5 separate regions of the Mus musculus genome follow, and regions 1, 2, 3 and 5 are each linked to region 4. A link is a contact called in public Hi-C, HiChIP or PLAC-seq and Micro-C data. All regions are on one chromosome and are shown on one strand. The core of a region is the stretch at or near the end of the contact, and the rest is flanking DNA. Distances in the headings are between cores, read along the strand shown. Region 1 holds the start of Hps3 (HPS3, biogenesis of lysosomal organelles complex 2 subunit 1). Region 2 overlaps Pde7a (phosphodiesterase 7A). Region 3 holds the start of Hltf (helicase-like transcription factor). Region 4 holds the start of Crh (corticotropin releasing hormone). Region 5 holds the start of Mtfr1 (mitochondrial fission regulator 1).

Region 1 (3,812 bases), core at 558-3,057, 340 kb after region 4:
GAGAGGGAGAGGGAGAGGGAGAGGGAGAGGGAGAGGGAGAAACAGCCAGAAGATCTGGATGAATCCAGAGCAGAGAGAGAAAGAAGTAACCTGAACATGGCCAGCTGAATAGACATGGCCAAGGTTATCTGCAAGAGAGAGAAGAGCACAGTGAGATAGCATGGACTTGGAAATATGTAATAGGTACTTCAGGGACTGAGGGAGGCCTGAGGCTAGCCTGGACCTTGGGATGCTGAGGAGTAGTATCACACGTGTATGTAGATTGAAGAGCCATAGCTCCTTTTGCCAGAGGTAAGGGAAATGACTCCTCTGACAGACAGGAACTGCCTCCACAAGTTCCTGAGGAAGGAAGGCTGGCTTTTAACTAAACACCAGAACTCCTCCTATAGCCATGGAGGAGCTCACGTCTGGATCTTTGGACTGCCCTTTGGAGTTTGGGACTTGGGGTTTCCTTTGGACCTGACAGAAAAAGAAAATGCTTTCTGCCTGGGAAAAAGGCCTCCAAAACATTCACAGTAAATATAAATGCACAGATAGTCCTGGTTGTTGACAAGGTGGATTTGCTATGGCAGAGGACACTAGGCACTGAGAGAACACAGACCAGAACATTTACTCAGAAGAAAAAAAGGCATCAAAGGAGACATCAGACAGGTTTTCTGAACTTAGGCATTGCCAGGGGTCAGCCTATTAATGTTTAGTCATGCATGGGTTAATAGAAGTTACACTCAGAAGTTGAAGTTCAACTGTGGACTGAATGCTACCTTTGAGTTATATGGCCCGTGATACTTATGCCATCCCACATGATTCCTGAAGCTCTTTAAGGCAGCCAACATGGTAATAAAAGCATCTTTGTTCTTCAAGGTTTCAAGAACGAGGTTATCATGGTTTAGTGCTAGCCTCCTCCAGTCGGTGTGGCTCAAGTCATTAGTATCCAACCAGGGCCAAGCATTTGATACAACCCAATGTAATAAATCAACCACAAGTGATAGTGACTTAAGAGGTAAAAGGGCTGGCTCCGATTTGAGATAACTTTTGAGGTCGAGCCTCCTGTGAACTTCAGGATATCATTCTCCCTCCTCTTTCTCTTGAACCAGGTTTGTTTTCTTACATTAATCTTTTAAGGGTCTGGCATAAGTGGAACCGAGCCACACGTCTTTATTTCAAGCTGTGGACGGGATCAGTCAGCATTGCATCTCCACGTGGGGTGTCTGCTTTGTTTTGCTTCGAGACATGATTACTTGTAGCCTAGGCTAGAATGGAACTCACCAAACTGCAGAGGACCTTAAACTTCAGATCCTCCGGTCTCTACCTCCAAAGTGCTAGAATGACTAGTTGAAGCAATCTGAGTAAGGAGGATCAGACCAAGGCTTCAAGCAAACTAGGCAAGCACCGGACCGTGGCACGACACCGGATCTGCGGTCGCTAAAACAACTACACAAAATGACTTTAGCACTTAGTGCCCGACCCACACTGACTGTCAGCAGCCAGCCTAGAAGAGCACCAATCCCTTCCCTACCCAGAGCCCCGCCCCAAAGCCGCTCCTCACCGGCTTCGCTGTAGGCCATGCGCAGCACCCTGCCTAGCGTGGAGAAGGCGCAGCGCTGCCGGCACAGCTCTTCGCCCTGAACAGCGAACGCCTCCACCTTGCAGCCGGCAGCCACGAACAGCGCGTCGCTCCCGCCGCAGCAGACCTGCTCCGGCTCCCACTGGCAGGGGACTACCTGCTGCGACCCAAACGGGTGCAGGTTGTACAGACGCACCATCCCGGCGCCCGGACCGCTGGGCGGCTTCCGCAAGCTTAGAGAGCTGCTCCGGATCACGTGAGCGCTGCGACCACACCCCGGGCACCGCTCCTTAAAGAGGCCGCGCGCTAAGTGAAGTGCTACCCTAAGTGGATGCAGAGACCTCGGTTCCTCTTTGGAGATGTTAACTTTGCTGCTTCTGGACAGATTAGTATGTGAAACCTTCAGCGTGTTTAACACTCGATCATCTGCCCGTCTGTGCCTTGGTCGACTTGCCTTAGACTTTGAACTTTTTTTTTTTTTTTTCCATTTTTTATTAGGTATTTAGCTCATTTACATTTCCAATGCTATACCAAAAGTCCCCCTTACCCACCCACCCCCACTCCCCTACCCACCCACTCCCCCCCTTTGGCCCTGGCGTTCCCCTGTACCGGGGCACACAAAGTCTGCTTCTAAAGGATGAAACTGCAAAACCTGATGTTAAACTCCCAACGTAGGGTTAAACACACCACAAATACTGTGGATCCTACAATGGTTTTATTGAAAAGGGCAAATCCTCGAAGATGCTTAGCAAAAAATAAAAATAAAAAAATAATGCATTGGATGAGAAGATCTATGAAAACATTTTGCAGGCATTTGGCAAAAGTTTCCTCTAAGCCTTAGATAATAGGGGAGGAGAGAGATCCCCGGATGGTCAATATACAGTTCCTAAGTATTTCCTATATTGAAGAAACTTGCCGTCGGAATTTTTCTATTTTGGGAGATTTAATAAACCAGATCTATAATGTTTTTTTAACAATTCTAGAAAATATATGTGTTTGCATGCACATATGTACGTATTGGTTGACTGGAGGATGCTCTTCTTTTTACACTGAAAAGAGCAAACTTCAATTCTCATGCTGATGGTTACCTTGAGTCCTTTGCTCTGAGAATTTATAATGTGGGAGCAATTGGACTGAAGTTGAACTGCTGCCATTTCGAATACCTTCCAGATGACGAGGAATCATGTACTTCATCCTCTACTAGGAACACTCTGGGAGACGGGTTCATTAAACTCAGTGAGCAAAGAATACATGGAATAGTCCAGAGATCTGGGCTACAGAAATCAGGAAAACAAGCAGATTGCTACTCATGTGACATCCATAAACATCCCCTTTCCCTCTTATGAGTATCTGATTTAAGTGTCTGTCTCTTTTGATTAATTTTTCCTCTTCAGGATATTAATTGAATGTAATTTGACTTTTGTGAGATTCATTAAGTCCTAGAATGGCACTACCTTCTCTAGAGATAGCTTCTTCTCCCTTGATATAGTCCCTGTACCTGGCTGACCTAAGAAATTTTGGGAAGAGATTTTTATCTTTATTAACTGTTTTTCTCACTTCTGTGACCATCAGCTTATGAGAAAGCTAGGCTGATTCCATGACAGACTTCAAATTGGCAGCTAAGGAGAATAGGCCTAAATCTCTGTCTCTAAGAACTGGACAATTCCAGGCAAGTCCAGGCCTTAGAAGCCGCCCTGCCACCTGGCCTGAGGCAAGGACACTGGGTCAGCAGCACTTTCCAGACTTCTTCAGCAACAGTTTTCAGACCTCCCCAGCAAGTTTCCAGCCCCCACACCCCAGTAATGGAATGTCTATAGAGATGGACCCAACCTCCATGTCAATCTTGACAGGGTCACCTACCCCAGAATTCCCTAATGTGCTTTAAATCAGGCTTGCAAACTGACTTGGTGGTCTCTGTTCTGGTAATGAGAGACCCCACATTTGAGTCTGGGGTATCATTCTTTGGCAAATCATGGATCCTTATACTTCAGAGAGGAACGGTTTGGTCTAGATCAGTATTTAGGAGGTAGGGTCCATCATGGAGGAAACTGCTTCTACCTGGGCTGATCAGAAAAAAAGAGAAAATGGCCTTCTCAATACTGTTTTGTATCCCTTCAGTCCAAGACCTCACAGCATTGTAGGGCAGAGCCCACATTCAAGCTGTGTCTTCCCTCTTGCATTAAACCCTTCTGAAAATGTGCCCACAGACACATTCAGAAGTGTGTTATATAGTTAATTCTGAATACAG
Region 2 (3,856 bases), core at 1,183-3,682, 460 kb before region 4:
GAGATGGGTTCAGCAATTTATGGTATAGGCTCTTTTTCTAGAGGTTGGTTCCCAACTCCCTCATGGCAGCCTACCCATAAGGTAATTCCATTTTCAGAGAGTTCCTCACTCTCTCCTGGCTCTGTGCTACCCACCATGGATGTGGTGCATGGATATACATGTAAGCAAAATACACATGCACCTAAAATAATCAAGAGTCAGTTATCTGTGTAAGAATATTCAAATTTATCTGGAGGAAAAATGTCACATGTTAATACAGACAGCACATATACTGCATCTTTTTAAAAACGGCCTCATATGAGATTTAAAAAAAAAAAACCCTCAACAGAGTCACAATAAGATTATCTTGGTATTAATGGTAACAAGAAGACCATTGAGATGGCTCACAGGAGTCCTTGCCTCCTGAGCCTGATGGCCTGAGGTCATCCTTGGGACCCCAGAGGAAGCAGACAAAGGACTGCTGAAGGCAATCCTCAGACCTGTTGTGCCACAGCACACCTGTGCTGAGTACACACACACACATTTAGTACATTCGGAAAAAACCAAACAGGTTCAAACAAACACAATACTGAATATTTAACACAAAGTTTAAAATACCATGCCGGCAAGGTTTGAGATGTTTTTGCCAACACCATCATATTGGACTTATTTAACTTTAGTGTTTCTTCTTATGCCACCAAAATGGCCTTAGTCCTTAGTATTAAATTATTTTTTAAGCTATTTTCTGTTGTTTTATTCATTATCCTTCACGACAGCTCCAAAGCGTACATGAGGGCACAGGGCCTTATTATCCTTGTTTTACTGGCTTTGCATATGTTGTGGTCTGAATATATCTTGTTATGCACTGTCACTTTCTGTGTAATCTTTCAGGTATGCACCTGAAACCTTTATTAGAAAAGGTACGTACACCCACTGAGCCATTATGTGTGAAGTGACTTTTACAGTACTCAAAAAGGGGTATCTTTCATAAAAATAAATAGCCAATGTAAAAGCGACAACTACGTAGCAGGCTTAAGAATTTGGGTATAACTTCCTTTGGATTTCCAGTGTATCTGTGTTTGGCTCACATTTATGTATGTGTGCCATGTGTAGATATCTGTGAGCTATCATGTGGGAGCTGGGAACTGAACCCAGATCTTCTCCTAGAACAGCAAAAACTCTAAACTGCTGAGCCCTTTCTCCAGCACCACAATTTTGATAATTTTGTTGTTGTTGTTGTTTGTTTGTTTTGCTTCTCGAGACAGGGTTTCTCTGTATAGCCCTGGCTGTCCTGGAACTCACTCTGTAGACCAGGCTGGCCTCGACTCAGAAATCTGCCTGCCTCTGCCTCCCAAGAGCTGGGATTAAAGGCGTGCCACGCCCAGCTAATCTTGATTTTTAAAAAGATACGTTTAGTTTAATGAAACGGGAAGCTATGGAGCAGCTGAATAACATATTTTTATCTTAATTAGTAACTTTATTTCCATAGGCAATGCATTTGTTTTAAGCCACCTTACCTGCTTTCCAATGGCAAGTGTGAGAACAAACCAGATTCTCTTAACAAGCCCACTGCAGATCTCCAGTGGTGATTCTCCAGGACTGAGGAATTCTACAAGAAAGGGTCTCTTGGTTACCCAACAGTCATTTCTGCACACGAAGAACCATTTGTCAGTAATAATTAGCTTGGTTAAAGCATTAACATTCATTGGAAATTTACTTTGACTCCTTTCATTTCCTCAAAACATTAAATAGTGTAGAATACAGAACACTAAAGTATTGTTAATTTATTTGTGCGTGTGTTTATTTGTGGGTGGGTGAGTGCATTTGTGGAGTGAGCAACGTGCACCCATGCATGTGTGTAGAGGCCAAAGGCCAACCTTGGATTCGTTCCTCAGGAGTCATCCACACTGTTTTTTTGAGAGGGTCTCTCTCTCTCTCACTGGCTTGAGCCTCATGGATTAGACGAGGCAGGTCAGCTAGTAAGCTCAAGGGATCCTCTTGTCTTTCTCCTTAGTGCTGAGATTTTAAGCACATACTAAAAAACAAGCAACAACAAAGCAAACCAAATTAATTTCCAATGAAGCGGTACTGACCTTGTATAAAGTTGCTAGATAATGGTTGGTTTTAATAAGAAACGGCTGATTAACACCTGGGTGATCCAGATCGTGAGTGGCGGCTGCAATTAAACTCAGCAAGATATCCCAAGGAGTGACAGAACTGGCAAGCTGAAGCGGAACAGAAGAGTTAGTCACGCACGTTCCTGAAATACGCTCTCCACCACAGGAGCCAGTGGGGACAGTGGCTCTCCTGCTCTGCCTGTTAATTTCTCAGTGGGACAACTGCTAGGTCATGAAGCAGCAGCCTTGTGGTGCTTCCCTGGGACAGTGCAGTGCAGGCTGTGTTCTGATGCACGGTGCTGCCGCCTGAGGGACAGGGCTCACCTGATAGGGAGGGCTTCACTTTCATCAACTAAAAACAGCTAAGGTAAGAAACAGTCTCAGAAACAGGACTCTAAACTGATATACGGGGCTGAGTATTTTCATTCTACCAATAGATGGCCACATTCAGGACCCTTTTCACAATGCATTCATGCCAGAAAGGGAATTTCATTAATAGCAGCAATGTAACTTTACTCACCAAACTTAAGAAAATAACCATTATCAAAGTTTATTAGCTGACTATAGGTTTCAGCAATAAAAATGGCCACCTTCAGTCTAAATTTTCAGGTCAAAACTCCCTTCCTTCCCTTTCCCCTTTTCCCTGCCACGCACACTCCAGTGAAGTCTGTTTGACAGGCTGAGAAGCCTGGCAGCACTCACGAGGCATAAAGTTTCAAAAGGAACTCACCTCCTGGAGTTTTGGCGTTCTCATTAACCCGTATACTCACACCCTATCCCTATCCCTGAGTTAGTCTAGTGTTTGGACCCACGTGCTCTCTTTTAGTATTATTTTATTATAAGTGTCTTTTAAGATTGAATTCTGACATAGCTAAAGCCTCCCACCAGTGTTCCAATATTCCAGAAGCCTAACCGAGCTTGGAATCCGGTAGGAATGCAGGAAGGAAGTTACCTATTCAGTAACTAATTAAGCATTACAAAAGACAGAGCCAGCAGCTCAGGGCTGGTCTGCAGAGTGTTTACCATGAAAGAGCCAGGGAATCCCACTGAGATAGAAATCTTCAGTACAGGCTACATTGCACATTAGAAGCAAGTTGGTTAATTCTTCTGACAAATGGAGATTCTCCACAGACACTTAAAAGTTAAACTCATACAAGAAATTATCAGGGCCCAGGAAATAGGGGGGTTGTGGTATTGCAGTATTCATGAGAAGGTCTGCTAAAGTAGAACCCCTGGTGGTGGGCTTAACAATAGACTAGCTTTACACCTGTCTCCCTTCTTAGTGGCAGTGGCCTGGTCCTTCTTTTGATGTACGCATTCCTTTTGTATTGTGTCACTGTAACTTGGTGGATTGTATCTTGTTATTCTTCTGTATAAAAAGTTTGATGCTGGACTTGACAAAATACATTCAGATTCTCTGTGTGCATCTGTGTCATTCCCGCCTACTCCTTGCCCATCTGCACCCAGAGACCTGTCCAAGCAGACAAGGGGACCCAGAGGGTCTGCAGCATTCCTCTTTCCCCTCCCCTTTCCCTTTCCCTCCCCTTTCCCTCCCCTTCCCCTTCCCCTTCCCCTTCCCCTTCCCCTTCCCCTTTCCCTTTCCCCTTCCCTTCCCTTCCCTTCCCTTCCCTTCCCTCCCTCCCTCCCTCCCTTCCTAGCAGCATGTTGCTTAGGACATCAATAAATGTACACTAGTAAGAAAAACAACTCGGCAATTACCAATTTCTGACAGGCAAGGGAGAGAAGTTACTATTTATTTA
Region 3 (3,462 bases), core at 744-3,243, 360 kb after region 4:
GAGAGCTTTCCCAGGTTGGACAGGCCCTAAGATTCAATACCTAATACTGGAAAAAAAAAAAAACAAACAAAAACCCAAAACCCAACTTTGCATTTGTATCATAATATACCATGAAGAAAGTAAAATATCCGAAGCAAACGAAACATTATCTGCAGTAAGTTTCCTGTTGGGGGAATGAAATATTTCATTCTTCAGATTCTCAGTGAGGGCTAGAGATGTAACTCAGAGGAAGAGTGCCTGTTTAACATGCACAAAAATCCCAGGGAAGATGATGCGCCATCAAATGAATCTTCTGTAAGGCTGATTAACTGAGCTACAATGATTGTGCAGCATTTCAAATGCTGCAAACCCAGAGCCAAATTTTCTTAGGCCATCTCTAGCCTTCTTAATTGCTACTTATTGTCCTCCTCTGCACTTAACATGTTTCTGTGACCACAGGGTAAATCATTTGGAATGTACATACAGTGCTACCACTCAGCAAACTAAACAGCTAAGGATAATGTCAGTATCTTAGGTCTCTAATAAAGGTTCCCTGTAATACTCTTTCCCACCTACCTAATGGTCACACCAAATATATTTGGAAAGTATCTTGATTTATGACTTTCTTTGTCCTGTTAGTATAAAAGCTTCATGAAATGGCTTCAATTGAAACATAGCACTTGGGGTGGCCTAATTCTGTGTTCCCAGGCCAATGACTGATATTTGCCTCCAGCATAAATTGTCTCTTAATACTGTTAAAGTTAGTTTTCTTGTTTTTGCTTCTCTCTCTCTCCTTTCTTTTTATCATAGCATTCCCTAGGGTGCCATTCCAGCAGACAATCCTCAAATGGTCACATTTTACTTTTAGTTCACAGATCATCAATATTTAAGACAATGAACATGTGCCTCTTAAAACATCTTACTGACCACCTTTCATCCTCTGCTGATGGAAGCATAAAATGGACCACTCTAGGAAGGATGACTTCCAGTGTTTAAAATGTTTACAAACACATCTAGACATTCCGATGGTTTACAGCACACCCTATTATGTTTGGCTGGGCAATACCTTTAGCTTCCTACTGTTGGTGCAGCAGAAGATGCAGCAGTTAATGGCTGCTTCATCAAAAGTAGTTTTATGGTCTTTCAAGATGCTGGAATTACCTTTACCTTGCCTGATACTGTTGCATACAAAACTCCAAAGTGAAATGTCCCTTTAGATTATAAAGTATAAACATATAAACTTTATATGCCCCAGTACAGGGGAACGCCAGGGCCAAAAAGGGGGAGTGGGTGGGTATGGGGGACTTTTGGGATAGCATTGGAAATGTAAACGAGTAAATACCTAATTAAAAAAAAAAAGAGAGAAAAAAAAAGTTTCTTTATAGTGCCTCCTTCATTTTCCTAAGAAAACACACGTAGCCCCAGCCACCACCTCGGACCTTACAACTAATGTTGGACCAGTCTGCCTTTTTCAGCAAGAGCTATAAGGTTGTATTACTTTATGGCTTTCTTCTACCAAGGGAAAAAAATTTCTTTAAACACAATAAAAGCGAGATGGGAGAAGGAAATTCGTAAGTTCTCATTCAGATTTCCAGAACTCAGGGTCTCGCATACACGGAGGTCGCTAAGAATAAATAGAGTCAGGGCTCAGCAGAGGAAATGCAGGTATCCCACCCAGGGCTCCTACTGGAGTAGGCCCTGTTAGGCATTCCATCAGATAGGGAGCGTCTGACCTATGGGGACATCCTTGAGGAGTTAGGGCAGTGGCTAGAAGACCTCTTTCCCCCTAGTCCGTCAGAACCTTGAGCCCTGTGGCTCACTCAAGAAGCCTCGATGTTTTACCGTGCAAGGCGTCTCGGACTGCGGAAGAACCAGGTAGAACCCGGACGCGCCGCACTGCCTTTGAATCGCAGCACTGGGCGGAGCTCCCCACCCTCTTGTATTGTGATTGGTTGGTCTTCGTAGACTCTTCCTTTGGATTGGGCCCTGGCGGTGCCGATCGCAGAACGTCACCGGTTTCTCAGACTGTTGCAGGAAGGAGTGGTGTGGACACGTCTCACCGGGCGGACGCGGCCTGGCGGTTCTGATTTGGATTCCGGCGCCTGGGCCACGACGCCTTGAGGAGCTTTATCAGGCTGTCTGGGAAGATCTGGGGAGCCCAGGGCATCCCGAAGTCACCCCGCCCCGCGCCATGTCCTATACGTTCACGAGGTGAAGGGCTGAGGGGGGCTGGGCGTGAGGCCAATTGCTCTGCGCTCTATTCTAGTGAAGGTGCGCGCCCGGGCGCTTTATAGGTGCAGTTTGCATCCCTTCTGCGGGTCGCTTGCCGGTGTTGCTCCTGGAGGCACCAATGCATTGTCGCGGCTGACCAGAGTGGCTGCGACCTCGGAGAATCTGCGTCAAGGGCTTGGCGGGGGGGGGGGGGGGGGGTGGCGGGGGGGGTGGAAGCGGGGGGTGATTTATTCACCAATGTTATCCCACTGTTCGCTAGGCATTGTTATGGTAACAGCTTCCAACTTGTATTTCCCGGCACTATGCAAAAGCGCACTAAAGCATATTTGCAGAGGAGCTGAGAGGGAAACTCGCGACTTGATAGCCCCGTGTGTTTTTAGGAGAACTACATCTTCTAGGAGGCTTCCAGCAAACACCTCTTTTCATCATCTACTGTGGTTTTCATGCCCATTTTTGCAACAATTATCCCTATCCTTTAAAATAATGGGGCTTCAAGGTCAGTTCTCTATAGTGTCACAATTTAGATGCTCGATTTAAAATGTGTTCTGTTCCAAAGGAGTTAAAGCAGAGGATGCTGTGGATGCATTTATGTTAAAATTTAAAGTTATTTTCATAGCGGGCAGTGGTAGCCAAGTACCTGGGAGGGAGAGGCAGGTGGATCTCTGAGTTTGAGGCCAGCCTGGTCTACTGAGCGAGTAGGACAGCCAAGGCTACACAGAGAAACCCAGTTTCAGAAAAGGAAAGAGAAGAGGGGAAGGGGTTAGGGGACCAGGACAGCCAGGGCTATACAGAGAAACTCTGTCTCGAAAAACCAAAAAAAGAAAAACAAGTCCTGTTTTGTTTTTGGTTTTTTGTTTTGTTTTAAAACAGGGGTCCTGTTTGGAAGTATTCGCAGTCTGTCCAGTATGGATCACACGAAAATATTCCAAGACTTTCATACTCAACTTTCTTGCCACATTTTGAATTCCAAGACATTATTCCTCCAGATGACTTCCTAACGAGTGATGAAGAGCAAGATTTGGTTTTATTTGGAACTATGAGAGGACAAGTTGTTGGACTACGCTATTACACAGGAGTTGTAAGTAAAAGATTAGATAATAAAATTATGGTATGTTTATGGTTTTAACAGTAAGTTATAGTAAAAGGTGATGTATACAATGAATGTTTTACTTTGAATGAAAGGCTAGTCATAAATACCTTGACTAACTGATTAACTTCTTACTTTTCTCCTATGCTTATAGTTTATAAAGC
Region 4 (3,859 bases), core at 1,282-3,781:
CTATTTTTTTTTAAGAAAAAATTTCCCAAGTGACCTTTCACTGAAAATATGTTTATTTACTTGAGATGCTTGCATTCTTAAGTTTCTCCTATCTAGGCTGGTGAGTAGTACAGTGGGTACAGGCTTGCTCTTGGGCCTAAAGAACCCAGTTCAGGTCCTAGGACTCACATGGTAGGAGGAGTCTGACCTTCTCCAGTTGTCCTCTGACCTCCACCCACTTCCCATGAGGCCCACACTTCCTCGGTCCTCAGCTAATTAGGCTTGCGTGTTATTTCCACTGTGATCAAGTTTTAGAGGTGGGAGGAACCTCTAAAATTATTTAATTTAATCTCAGAAGGGAAGTCTGAGAGGTACAGAGGAAAGCCCAGGACAAATTACAGGGCCAATGTAAGCTATGTGACAAATGTTCCTATCTTTAAGAGAAAATAAAATGTAGGGTGTTTTGTTGAGGGGCAAGTTGTTTGTTGTGCTGTTTTTATGTCTTGTGCTGGGGCCATTTCTGTATGCACACTGAAGAGGAAAAATAAAGCCACAGCAACCTTTGCAGATTTTATTAAAAATATATTTAACGTTCTCTTACACAACCAAATTGACCAAGAATCAGAAAGATGTTTTATTACTGAAACATTTACAAGAAAAAGTTGATTCAAAGAGCTTACACATTTCGTCCTAGCCACCCCTCAAGAATGAATTCTCTTCCACTGCAGCTCCAAATAAAAACAACTGGATGACTCCCATCTGCTTTTTCAAAGGTTTCCTCCTTGGGGCCACATTTTCTTTAAGATATCGCTATAAAGACGCTTATTTGCACATAGAAATTAAGCATGGGCAATACAAATAACGCTGTTTTGTTACGACACAGAAATACACTTTGTGCATGCTAATTAAGGGGTATATAGGCTCTCTCCCTGTACATCTTCTATGCTTCAAGCTATATAAAAATAAACAAATGATATCGGAGCTGCGATATGGTACAGAATACTGTGTTTTAAATTTTTATTTTTACTTGTGTGCTAAATGCAGAATCGTTTTGGCCAAGCGCAACATTTCATTTCCCGATAATCTCCATCAGTTTCCTGTTGCTGTGAGCTTGCTGAGCTAACTGCTCTGCCCGGGCCATTTCCAAGACTTCCCGCAGAAGGTGGAAGGTGAGATCCAGAGAGATGGGCGGCTCCTCCGACCGCCTCTCCCTCTCCAGCGCCCCCTGGTGGCCACCGAGGGCATCCTCGGCGCCGCGTTCGGCCGGCTCCGCGCGGCTGTCGAGCGAGCGCTGAGGCATCTGCAGCTGCTGCAGCAACACGCGGAAAAAGTTAGCCGCAGCCTGGTCGTGCGAGGGGCGGCTGCCGCGACCCGCGGTGAGGGGCGTGGAGTTGGGGGACAGCCGAGCAGCGGGACTTCTGTTGAGATTCCCCAGGCGGAGGAAGTATTCTTCACCCATGCGGATCAGAACCGGCTGAGGTTGCTGGGGCTGCTCCGGCTGCAAGAAATTCAAGGGCTGCGGGGCCCGCGGCGCTCGGGGGACGGATCCCCTGCTGAGCAGGGCCCTGCAAGGCAGGCAGGACGACAGAGCCACCAGCAGCATGCCCGCGGACACCAGCAGCCGCAGCCGCATGTTAGGGGCGCTCTCTGAAGCACCGAGGTTGAGGTCGGGGGAGAGAGAAGGTGGGGGAGAAAGGTAAGATTGGTCAGAGTTTAGCTCAGCTGGAAGGTGCAGCGGGGCTTCCTATCGGACACCCACAGACAAGACAGGCTCTAGGCTTCGGTGACGCTGTCCGCGGTGCTGAAGCTAGGTACCTGCAAAGCTCAACTGGTGCGAGCCCGCGGTGACCCTTCTTTGGAGACCTAGAAGGGACAACCCCTGGCTCCTCTTCCTAAGGACCTCCCAAACGTCTTCCCTAAACCGACTTCCCTGAGCCCGGACAAGTGCCACAGGTTTAAGCTGTCGCACACCCTAATCGCCCCCTTTCGGACATCCTTTTCTGCCAAATTGAGAACAACCTTCTCTGTCTCCATTCCTGCCCTTACTCCGTTTGCTTGGGGACATGGGATGCAATAGGGGAGCCATTCTTTGCACAGACTATGAGCAGTGAGTGGCAGATTGGATTGAGTGGATAAAGATGAGCAGCCGCCGTCTAACTTCGCTTTTTCAAATCGCCACTGTCATCGGAATTTTAAGGCACAGTTAGCGACACACATACATGCATAGGCACAGGCATTCCAGCACATGGGCAGCTGGCTCCGGGGCTCACCACAGCAGCTCAGGCAGCACAAAGTTGGTGGCGCCCGTCTAGGCGCTGCCTACCTTCTCCTCCCTTGGTAGGTGAGCCCGCACTGCTGCCTCTGCAGAGGGACTTCTCTCAGGATGCCTCCTGCAGGTTTTCTTCCTCTTCTCCTTTCTCTTCTTTTTTTCTTTTGCCTTTTCCCTTTCTCTTCAGTCTCTCAACGTACTTGGGCTCTGAGTTTCTCCACACCAGAGCCTGGAGTGAGATTTTATAATGTCGACCCTCTTCAGAAAGCACGCAGCATTTGCCTAATAAGCTGACGCTCTCTTGACAGCTCGATTGCGTGCTGCCTCTGCTCCTGCATAAATAATAGGGCCCTGCCAAGGAGCGAGGGACAGAGTTCTGCTATTTCAACACTGAATCTCACATCCAATTATATCAACAGATATTTATCGCCTCCTTGGTGACGTCAACGAGCCCGAAAATGGAAGGGTTTCTTATGACTTGTCCATTGACAAAAATTTTTGAATGAGACTATCCAAGTGTGGAAAACAGACTGACCTCTTACTATGATAGGCCAGATACGGACCAGAAAAGAGACAGAGAGTGGGAGGGGAAAGAAGAAGAGGTGGGGAGTGCAGAGCTTCCAAGAAGGTAGTTACCATTAAAGGGGTGGATCTGGACATTTCCTGGTGCCTCAGCACCCCCACCTAACTCTTCTGTCAGGTTGTCCTCTCAGGAAACATCTCAGTATCTGAAATCTGTCGTTACTATGGCCTGCCATCTTTCTGCCTGGAGGAGAATGAAGAACTAGGGGACAGAGACAACCAGGTCTGAGTTTTTATCCACTTAGCCCTCCCAAGAGCATACATAGGAATTATGGAGCTGAAGACAAGGCCAGTACGTTTTTTTGAAACCAGCTTAGTGTTTTCCTTCACAAGAAAAGAGCTATTCTAACGAGGAAGGCCATAAACAAAGTCTCTTAAAAGCCTCAGTTTCAAGTGAATCTCAGGCCTCCTATGGTTCTCTTAGAATCTAAAGTTAATCAGGACTGTTCCCCCAAGAAGAGCAGGGTGAGCTGTGTATATTAAACACTCTGTTCGGAGTCTACACCGCAAACCCAATGAGAGAGGCATTGTTCTCTTGTGTTGAAAAAACTTAAGCTGTTTGATAGCCTGAAAAAAAATCAGTTATTGAGTCTGTAAATGAGAATCATTCATTTCACCTCCGTGTACTGTGAAACCATGATGGTATGCAGAGCAAACCACTCAAGTTATTTATTATGTGTTCTGTTCTTTTCTCCACATTCAAATGTGCACCACAAGTGTCTTTAGTTATTGCTTTCTGGCACTATTATAGAACACAATGCCATGTCTATAAATCTACTCTCAAATTTTGAGTTGAATGGAGATTATGTCTAAGTGGGAAGTAGTTACCTTTAATCCTGCAATTCAAGATGCTGTTACAAACTCTAGTGTCTGGGATTCGCTTCAGCTGCTTCATAACCACCACTACTGTTTATCCAAAATTTCCTGTTCCCTGTTTCTGGTTATGTCTGCCATTTTCTCTGTCACAAGTAATGCAATGCAGATTTCCACCCCTGTTTGGGGCCTGTACTAATTGATAACTCTTCTTGA
Region 5 (3,716 bases), core at 314-2,813, 510 kb before region 4:
GTTGATAGGCTCTTTGTGTTATTGTATTGAATGAGATGGCACACAGCTTGGTCAGAATTCTTAGAAATGATTCCATTACTGGGAGAAACAATAATTTGTGATAAAATTACTCAGGTTTAAGTCACTGCACCTTCATCTAGATTGTCAAAAAGTTCAGGGCCACTCCAGGGCACTTGAGGGTAAAGCAAGGTGGGAAGGGAGGGAAGTTGTAAAGAAAAAATCAAATCAAATCAAAACAAAACAAAAAACAGGTTTTAAGCCATCTCCAACTGATGGGTGCTTTCAGATACCCTTCTTCTTAAACATAGACAATCACATAGGCCTGTGTGGTGGCAGGCAGCTGAGAGTCACCTGTGGGTCACACAGCTGGTGACCAGGGATCCTGAGGCAACTAATAGCTTAGCAGTAAATCCTACAAGTATCATTGGAATGGTCGCCCTGGTGTGTGGTCCCTACCAGTTCACTTCAGCAGCTTTTGTCTTTTCATCAGCCTTCAGACCAAGCACCCCTCCCTGAACTGCTCTCTCAGGCTTCTCTCTCCCAGCCTTGGTCACAGCCTGTCAGGCCCTTTTGTACTTAAAACGTTATAACACTTGGTCACATATATTAATTAACCTTGTTTTGATCTCCCTGCCTTTTGGTAGGCTTACTCAGGGTGTGGTTCAAGGCTTAAAAAACAAACAAACAAACAAACAAACCCCACCAACTTTGTACTGTCATAATGGGCTCCCAACGAGCCGTTGCTGAGTAACTGAATTGAAGCTCTAGGTGAAATCCAAAGCAGTAGCCAGGAGGAATTTAGGCCATCCAGGGTAAGAACACCAGCGCTCCAATGAGAGGGTAAGAGAGAAGGCGAAGTAGCAACAGCTGCTGCCCACTTCCCACCTCAACTCTTCCACCCTCTTCCAGGTTGTTTTGGACATAGGCTGGTCTTCAACTCTGGATCCTCCAGCCTCCAACTTCAAACTACTCGTTTTACATAGCAGGAGCCGCCACGCCCAGGTAGGAGCGGCCTCTTGAATTACTGATAGGCTTTCCCTCCATATTCACGTTTTATCGCACCCACACACACCACCGTGCTGCTTATAGCTAACTTGACACAGACTGATCGTATTTTCATGACTAGGTTATCTGAAATCTAGAATAACCCTTCATTAAAAACTACGCACACCAATTAGGCAGACTTTGAGGCGGGGGAACTGAAGGCAGGAAAAGTCTTCACTCCCTCTGAGCCGCGCCTTCCACTCCTCCAGAACATACGTCCGGGATTTGAGGCCCGAAACAGATCGCCCTGGCAGACAAAGTCCCCACAGAGCGTGGGTTGAGAAGGGCTCGACACAGGCTAGGCTAGGCTAGGCTAAGGACCTAGCTCCTTTCAGCGGGCACACATTTGAGACTTCACTCGGAATGTGGGTATTCCTACACCCAAAAGGGGCGAAGTTTACCAACAAAAATAACAGGGGCAGAAGCACCCAAGACAAAGCGCGGCACACTAGCAAGCACACGCCCCTTACTGGGCACCGCGCGTGCGCACAGAGCCCGGGACAGGTAGCCGGCGTGGCCGGCGAGCAGACACGCCTTCCGCCGGCCTCTCCTGAGCCCGCCCCCGGGCCTCAGCGAGCCGTTCACTGGTCAGCCTAGGCCGGGCCAGGGGCGGGGATTGGCTGATTGGCATAAGGTCCTGGGACAGCCAATCTGGAAGGCTGAGCAGCTGCGAAGGTGAGGGCTGCTGCGCAGCCGAGGTGAGTGGGGCCCGGGACAGAAAAGCGGTTGGCGGGGTGGGGAATGGCTACCACCCGGAGCTGAACGGTGGCGGGAGGCCGTGTTGTGGACAAGGGAGGGGACGGGGCGCGGCGCGGGAGGCCGGCGAGCGGGAGGGAGGCCGCGGAAGCCCGGAGCAGAGAGCAGCCCTCCGGCTCGCCCGCGCCTGGCCTGCTGAGCTCCGCGGGCCGCCGGCCTGGCTCCCATCCCCCGCAGTCGGCGTTGTGCCCTCGCTGGATCCGGGCTGAACGGGGCGGCCCACGGCGTTCAGCCTGTTCTACCTGGACCTACTTTCCTGTCATTGTCGGCTGGCAGCTCTGAACTTTCTAAGCGTGCGCAGTTTGCGTGTAGCCAGACTACAGAAACTTTGAGATCTGAAGTCAAACTTAACCAAACCTTTCTTTCCGCCTGATGGTTTGTTTTGTGATTGGTCTGATGTAACCTCTTCTGGCTTAAACCTCGTTTTGTGCTTGAGGATGGTCAATAGAAGTTCGGATCCTACCCCCTCCACCTCCCAACTACAGGATTTAAAGCTTGCTTCACCACATCCGGAAAAGAATATTAAGGAGTATTTCATGATACTTGGTAATTTAGCGTTCACTTTTTTGTTTGGTTTGGTTTTGAGACAGAGTTGTCTTCCTTACTCTAGGCTGGGGTGGAATGCACTATGTAGATTAGGTTGAGCTGCCTAAAACCTCCTGCCTCAGTCACCACGCCCGATTCCAGTCACCTTTTCCTAGTGTATGTAGTTGTTTTACATTACAATGACTTAGTCAAGGAAGTTGTGACACTTACTATCTTGTTACATGAAAGTAAGTTGTGTCCACATATATTGATCACATATATTGTACATACACAAAAATCATTTAAAAGGTAAAAATTATTTTTAAAAAGAAGGTAATAGAAATGGGTTTGCGATTATATACAACCGAGTTTGACTATAAAATGCTTACGAGCTAAGAAAAGTCTCAGTCACGATGTGCAGCTAACTCTCTATCAACACCCTAATCTTTGAATTGAAATGCAAGTCTAGTAACTGAAGAGGAAACTTAAGGGTTCTTTAGAAACTGTGTTGTACGGTGTTCTGCTGGGCTAAACACGTGAAGGAACATGTAGCTGAAGTGGACCTAGGCGAAAGGATGTTCTACGAAAGCAAGCACGTGAAAGGACATGGGATTAAGATTTATTTGCTAATGACATGCATGTATTGGTCTTCGTAGTTGAGCTGCATTTGTCAGACTCTAGGGAGAGAAGTGCTCCATAATGGTGGTGTGTTGCAGTTTCTTGCTGCATCCGCAGATGCAGGGCTGATTGGCAGAGTGATGTCAGCTGAGATGGACACACATGCTCAAGACCTGTGAAGGACATGTGTTGTTTGGAGGGTATAAATAGGATTTGATGGACAGTGGAGGAGGATGAGCTAGGCTTGCTTATAGAGCTGGGTGTGCAATGTTTGTGGGTACCCTCTTGTGGCACACATGTATAACTCCAGCTCTAAGTGGCAGGAAGCTCTCTTCTGGTCTCTAACCATACATCCTTTTTGTTGTTTTTGGCTTTTAAGACAGGATCTATTGTATAGCCCTAGTTTTCATGGACCTTGCTGTGTAGAAAAGGCTTGCGTGGAATTCAGAGGGGTCTACCTTCCTCTCCCAAGTGCTGAGATGACTGGCGTGCTCCATCAATATACTATATATTGGCAAATACAAGTATATTGGCTAAATAAAACAAGTCTTAACAAATAACCAAGCTGGTCATGTAGCCAAACTAGCTAATAATTCCGTAGCTTATGGGATCTTCGTCAGACACCAGATACTAGGTGTGCAGTATCAACCTCAGCCTTCTAAGGCCATTCAAACAACAGGGGTCTGGTGACATGGCTCAGCAGTTAAGAGCCCTTGTTGCTCTTTCTTGTGTAAGAGCTCATTTCTAGAACTGACATGATGGCTTACAACTGT

What was found. Hi-C and Micro-C count contacts between places; a contact is called where the count stands out from the background. HiChIP or PLAC-seq counts read pairs in DNA pulled down with a chosen protein or histone mark.
Region 1: a contact with region 4 is called in an H3K4me3 HiChIP or PLAC-seq map of bone marrow-derived macrophages, with 2.5 times the contacts expected there. The contact joins the promoter of Hps3 here to the promoter of Crh in region 4.
Region 2: a Hi-C map of embryonic stem cells shows a contact between it and region 4, with 3 times the contacts expected there. The contact joins the enhancer-like site here to the promoter of Crh in region 4. A contact is called at or near these places in 4 of 39 promoter capture datasets (the 3T3-L1 cell line, embryonic stem cells, hippocampal neurons and 1 more), 1 of 15 datasets of contacts at CTCF or cohesin (embryonic stem cells) and 8 of 484 Hi-C or Micro-C datasets (adipose-derived mesenchymal stem cells, embryonic fibroblasts, embryonic stem cells and 2 more).
Region 3: a contact with region 4 is called in a Hi-C map of embryonic stem cells, with 2.2 times the contacts expected there. The contact joins the promoter of Hltf here to the promoter of Crh in region 4. A contact is called at or near these places in 1 of 39 promoter capture datasets (embryonic stem cells), 2 of 484 Hi-C or Micro-C datasets (both in embryonic stem cells) and 1 of 115 datasets of contacts at active chromatin or transcription factors (astrocytes).
Region 5: a Micro-C map of embryonic stem cells shows a contact between it and region 4, with 4 times the contacts expected there. The contact joins the promoter of Mtfr1 here to the promoter of Crh in region 4. A contact is called at or near these places in 4 of 39 promoter capture datasets (embryonic stem cells, hippocampal neurons, pre-B cells and 1 more) and 1 of 484 Hi-C or Micro-C datasets (embryonic stem cells).

Annotation. Positions count from the first base shown.
Region 1 is chr3:20,033,503-20,037,314 of GRCm38.p6, forward strand. It overlaps Hps3 (HPS3, biogenesis of lysosomal organelles complex 2 subunit 1), which reads right to left and starts at 1,808. Exons shown (of 17, transcript NM_080634.4): 1 at 1,547-1,808. The coding sequence starts at 1,763.
Region 2 is chr3:19,231,604-19,235,459 of GRCm38.p6, forward strand. Pde7a (phosphodiesterase 7A) reads right to left here. Exons shown (of 13, transcript NM_001122759.2): 8 at 2,073-2,204; 9 at 1,497-1,588. Among named protein-coding and RNA genes, the nearest start is that of Mtfr1, 45 kb to the left of the region's middle. Within about 2 kb of position 2,433, at least 24 of the 459 cell types and tissues checked have an H3K27ac peak or open chromatin away from gene starts, as enhancers often do. A contact at or near this core is called in embryonic stem cells, where this site is marked.
Region 3 is chr3:20,055,818-20,059,279 of GRCm38.p6, forward strand. It overlaps Hltf (helicase-like transcription factor), which reads left to right and starts at 1,994. Exons shown (of 25, transcript NM_009210.3): 1 at 1,994-2,190; 2 at 3,082-3,289. The coding sequence starts at 2,171.
Region 4 is chr3:19,692,865-19,696,723 of GRCm38.p6, forward strand. Crh (corticotropin releasing hormone) reads right to left here and starts at 2,532. Exons shown (of 2, transcript NM_205769.3): 1 at 2,303-2,532; 2 at 537-1,626. The coding sequence starts at 1,612. The coding sequence ends at 1,049. It overlaps Gm42189 (a long non-coding RNA gene), which reads left to right and starts at 1,409. Exons shown (of 3, transcript XR_880694.3): 1 at 1,409-1,675.
Region 5 is chr3:19,186,547-19,190,262 of GRCm38.p6, forward strand. It overlaps Mtfr1 (mitochondrial fission regulator 1), which reads left to right and starts at 1,564. Exons shown (of 8, transcript NM_026182.6): 1 at 1,564-1,742.